Linked DNA regions of Capra hircus: region 1 is linked to region 2. Evidence: chromatin contacts called from public Hi-C data. All regions are on one chromosome and are shown on one strand. Each heading gives the region's core, a stretch centred on a gene start, on an enhancer-like site or on the middle of the called end of the contact. The rest is flanking DNA. Distances are from core to core; before and after follow the strand shown. Region 1 holds the start of PCNX1 (pecanex-like protein 1). Region 2 overlaps PCNX1 (pecanex-like protein 1).

Region 1 (2,700 bases), core at 52-2,551, 52 kb after region 2:
CACCACTGACCACGGAGCTGAACAGAAAAGAACCAATGGTAAGCAAAAACGGGATTCTGCGAGGCAGGAAGGGTGAGAGCCAGATTTTCAACCACCACGTCGAAGCGAGTTGAGAGGAGCCCGGGCGCCCCACAGATGCATTCCACACGGAGCGGCACACATTCTCTCCCCCCACCCCGCTCCGAGGGCTCCGCACGCGGACACGCTGGAGCGAGGGTCCTCCTCGGAGAGGAGAGGCGAGAACGCCTCGAGGGGAAGGGAGTGCCCGGGATGGGGGGGGTGTTGTCCGGCGCGGAGCGCAAATAAGCACGCGCGTGCCCAGGGATGGACGCAGCGGCCCTCCGGAGCAGAAGGCTGGGCGCCCACGACCGTACTTGGGGGCTTTACCCGCGGGGTGGAAAGGCTGGAGAAGGCAGGATCAGGACCCCCTCCCAGCCCAGCCGAACCCCGAAGAAGGGGGCCTAGGCAGCTACTATCTCCCAGTAAACGGGCTGGGCGCCCGGGGGCGGGAGGTGGGGGCCGCTGCCGATCCGCTTTTCCTGTGCTCGCTGAACAGGGGGAAGCCCTCCAGGGAGGGGAGCGGGGGAGGGGGCGCACTGGAGCGGGAGCCGGGCGGCGGGCCCCCAGGGGCGCGGGATGGCGGGGGGGCGCGCGCCGGAGAGGGGAAGAGGGCGCACACACACACACCCGGCCCGGGGCCAGGGAGGCGCGACCGCCCGCCGGACTCGGGAAACCCGGCCCGCCAGGAGGGGAAGGAGCCACCCTCCTCCCCGCCCCCACACACTCACCATGTAGAGGGTGAAGGGCAGGCCGAGAAGAAAGAGCCACAGGTAGAGGTGCAGCGCGTTCACGAAGGTGGCCTGGTGCGGGTCGTAGTACCAGCCCCCGCTGAGCGCGGCCCACACCCCCTGCCGGAGGATCTGCAGCGTCTGCGACCCCATCCCCACCCGGCGCCGCCGCCGCCGCCGCCGTCCCCGCCGCCGTCCCCGCCCCGGCCCCAGCTCTGCCTCCGGGTCGCCGGAGCCCGCAGCTGCCCCGTCTATCCCCCTCCGGAGCTCCGGGAGAGCCGGCCGGCGCTTCGGCGGTCGCTAGGGCTGCTGCAGCAGCAGGAGGAGGAGGAGGCAGCGAACGAGGAGGAGGAGACCGAGGAGGAGGCGGCGAGCGGCGGGGCGGAGGAGAGCGGAGAAGAGGAGGAGACCGGCCTCCACAGCGCCGCCGCCATCTTGTCTCCTCACACCCGGAGCCGGAGCCAGGCCCCCGCCGACGGCGGCCAGCCAGTGCCGCCGCTGCTGCCGCCGCCGCCGCCGCCGCCGCCGCCGCCGCCGCCGCGACCCCCGCCGGCCGCCAGCCCTGGGCCCGGCGGAGAAGGAGGCCCGGCGCCCGGGAGGGACCGGGAGCAAGCCGCGCCCCCCTCCAGCTCCTCCTCTCCTCTCCCTCCGCCCCTTGGGCTGTCCCCACGGGTGCGCGCAGCGCCTCGGCCGCCGGGGGCGCCTCCTGCCGGCGCCCGGGGGCAGCGCGCGCAGTCGCGGGCCCGGGCCGGGGGCGGGGGCTGCCGAGGTTCCGGGGACCGCGAGTCCCTGCTGTGGCAGACCCCCAGTGCGCTCCTGGTGCCCGAACCTGGCACGTTCCTCACACTCTAGGAAGCGGGTCTTTTACCCCCGAAACGTTGTCCTTAGAACCTGGTTAACATCCTAGCTGACGTCTCATGATATTTAGGAAAGACCTAAGGAACAAGAGGCTCATATCTGAGCTACTCATGGAAGGCCCAAAAGAATTAGGTACAGCTGATGACGGTTGAAAACGACAAACCGCCCGATTTGAGCAAGAACTGTGTTGGCCCATAAAGCGAGCTAGAGGCCCTTGACTGAGAAAAATAGCCACGGCCAGGACTGAACAGATTTACTACTTCCCACGACAGATGAATTAATAGAAGCTGCAAAAGATGTGAAAGCATAGGGTGGAGAGGTTGAGCATTGTATACGGTGATTTTATTTTTATAACGTGCTGTGACTTGTAGCAGTTTTTTGGTGTTTTTTTTTTTAATGGGCCAGTTTAAACAGGATTGAAAGATTAACTGACTCCACCTCAAGTCACAATAGGGTCTTGTATTTTTCTTTTTATAACTGTAAAGAATGGGAATCATTCTTGGCTCTGAGTAACGTTTGTAAGGCGTGTCTGATCTCATTGAACGAGATTTTAAAAAAAAGTTTGAGTTTATAATAGCAATAAAAGTACTCTCTACTCCTGGAATAAAGTTACTGTAATTAATGAGAAAAGCAAGACAGTCCAAAGAAACAGGGGCTGACGTTTTAAGAAGATTGAAAAACCATTGCAGTGTCTCCAGAGTCATACAGCTTTCCTGTTAACACATTCCCACACCCATTTCATTTGACCTTCACAATACTCCTGTAAGGGCAGCATAGAGGCTACCCTTATTTTATGGGTTAGGAAACACAAGCTCAAAGAAACTAAGTGATTGTCCGAGTTTCTGATGGGATTGAAAAGACCTCTGGCACCAGCAGTCATCCTAACTGCATGGACTGAACTTTGGAAGTTTATTTTTCAGTACTCTCCACCTTATACACTCAGATAAGAGTTTGAACTAATCAATAACTGCTCTGCTTCAGGTCACCTGGGGCCCATTTAAGCATATAACCGGTTGTTTCCAAAGTGTCATCCCAGGACCAGGTGTGTCAACAT
Region 2 (2,700 bases), core at 130-2,629:
AATTTAAGTTTTTCATTTTAAAAGACATAGCCAAATTTAATTTAATGCATTTGGTTTCTTCAGTGTTGCTAAATAAACATATCATAGTAAATTTGACTCTGTCAGGAAGAATTTTAGGTGGTTTTAGGAAATTTTAAGTAAACATGCTTTCTTAAGACATTTTTTTCTTCCTGGTAGCAATACTGTCAGAGACAGGATCAAATCAACCCAGAGAGATACTATTTTTCACCCAATTAAGGTTTTTTCCAGTGATTGCTACTAGTAGTATTCAGATTAAGAAAGGCATCTAACACACTATTCATGGTGTGCAAACTGGTGCAACCAACCTTCTACAAAGAAATCTGGCAAGGTAACCAAAAACCTTCAAAAAGCATACCTACCCTTTGATCAATAATCTACTTCGAGAAATTCCTGCTAAAAGATAAAATCAGGTATTTGTACAAGGTTCTGGAAAAGATTATTCATGTCAAGGACACCAGGGATACAAGGTGACAGGTAACAGAGGAGGTGAGGATAAAGGAAGAGAGGTGGATTTTTCAGGAATGTAAGAGAAATAAAGTAGTTTGTTTTTTATAATTGCTGAGGATGATCTAGAAGAGAGAAGGAAGTTATGATTTTTGTTTATAAAAGTAAAATGTTAATTCTATAAAATCCAGTTAAGTATGAGGAAGAAAATGATTTACATTTCTGCCACTGAGATAACTGTTAATACTTTTTGGTGTGTCACTTTTTTCCTTTTTATTGTGGTATAATTTACATGTCATAAAACTCACCCTTTTAAGAATAAAATTCAGTGGTTTTTAGTATATTCACAGATTTGGGCACTCATGACCACTGTCTAATTCTAGAATCTTTGCATCATCCCAAAAAGAAACGTATACCCATTACACTCATTTCCTTCTTCAGCCTCTGGCAACCACTCCTGTCCCTATGCACTTGCCTATTCTGCACATTTCATGTAAATGGAACTATATAATGTTCCAATGTGACTTTTTGTATCTGACTTCTTTCACTTTGCATGCTATATTATGAATCAGGACTTTATTCTCTTTTATGGCTAAATACGGTATATTACTTTTAACATTCTTGCGAACATATGCACACATACCCTTAGTGTTCTCTTACACGCTTACAGATTGGAACCCTATTTTTTAAAATCATTTTATTTACAAATAGCTTTTGGGCTCTGCTGGATCTTTGCTGCCGGGCGGGCCTTTCTCCAGTTGTGGCGAGTGGGGCCATTCCCCAGTTGCAATGTGTGGGCTTCTCATGCGGCGGCTTCTCTCGTTGCAGAGACGGGCTCCAGGGCTCATGGGCCTCAGCCGCGGCCGTATGTGGGCTTAGTGGTTGCAGCTCCCAGGTCCCAGAGCACAGGCTCACCAGCTGTGGCGCGTGAGCTTAGCCACCCCGAGGCGTGCAGGATCCTCCTGAATCGGGGACTGGACCCGTGTCTCCCGCACTGGCAGGCAGACTCTTCACCACTGAGCCACTAGGGGAGCCCAGTCATGGTTCTATACAGCGCCATCTTTTCACTTCAGATATTTTCTCATATTATTGTGTACTCTTTAAATGCGTTTTAGTACCTGCATGGTGTTACTATTAAGACAATATCATCTACTCAACCTTTTTATGGCATGTTTTCATAGTTTTTTGTTTTAAGGAGTTTTATAACAACCGCCGATGACATTCACCAAAAAGTAGTCTATAGTCACTGTTTTCAGTTATTCTCCTCTGACATGTATTCTACTCCCACCCCATTAAGAAGCTATCAAGCTCACCAACATCCTCTGTGCTGTGGAGTTCAACGGTCAAGTCTCAGTCTCATATAACTTGGCCTACCAGCAACCTCTGACAAAGCTGACCACTCTCCCTGAGATGTGGGGATGTGCCCCTCTGCCTCACCAGTTGCTCCAATTCAGTCTCCTGGATTTATTAGACTGCAGTGGCTCAGAGCTCGACTGTTGGAACTCCTTCATTTTTCTACCTATACTCTCTCTCTCTCATACATCTCATCTAATATTCTGGCCCCGAAATAACTAAAATTCAGAAATACCTTGTAATTAGTTTCTCTGTCTTCTACCCAGCCTCAGTACTCACACAGGGATGGACTAGAGTTCTGATCTTGGGTAGGGAAGACATGAATGAAGCTAAGGAGGGAAACTGCAGATAATCCCTTCTTAGAAAACATACCTGACACATGCCCACAACCTCAGTTTTCTCCCAATCATCCTGAATCAGGGTGATAGAATGAGTGCCAACTAGTCAACTAACTGCTAACCAAATAACTAAAGGTCACTGTCCTGTAAATCCAAAGCAGCCAGAGAGCCAGCAGAGTCTCAGCTATTAAGCCAGAATGAACAACAGCCACTAGGTGGTGCCAAACCGCAGCCCAGACCTACAGGGATCTGGGTCAGGGAACCAGGCTGCCTGAACTCCAGGCCCAGCTAACGATACAGGCATTCCCTGCTAGTTCATGAACTTCATACTAACCCAACCCCACGTCTGACATAACTGAATCTTTTTTTTTTAATTTATATACTGAAAACTCCTAAACTTAAAACCTCAACCCAGATTTCTTATCTAAAATCCAAGCCTATCTAATTATCTACTAACTACTGTTGTTTAGAGGTCCTACAGCAACTCATACCTGATATGCCCTAAATGAACCCCTTCTCATGCCCTTCACCATGCTCTCCCCAC

The links. A called contact is a pair of places that touch in the nucleus more often than the background predicts.
Region 1: a contact with region 2 is called in a Hi-C map of blood, with 2.5 times the contacts expected there. The contact joins the promoter of PCNX1 here to the enhancer-like site in region 2. A contact is called at or near these places in 2 of 5 Hi-C or Micro-C datasets (blood and liver).

What each region holds. Positions count from the first base shown.
Region 1 is chr10:20,569,565-20,572,264 of ARS1.2, forward strand. It overlaps PCNX1 (pecanex-like protein 1), which reads right to left and starts at 1,302. Exons shown (of 36, transcript XM_018054011.1): 1 at 789-1,302. The coding sequence starts at 941.
Region 2 is chr10:20,517,107-20,519,806 of ARS1.2, forward strand. The region is part of intron 5 of PCNX1 (pecanex-like protein 1); the gene reads right to left. Among named protein-coding and RNA genes, the nearest start is that of PCNX1, 52 kb to the right of the region's middle. Within about 2 kb of position 1,380, at least 1 of the 5 cell types and tissues checked has an H3K27ac peak or open chromatin away from gene starts, as enhancers often do.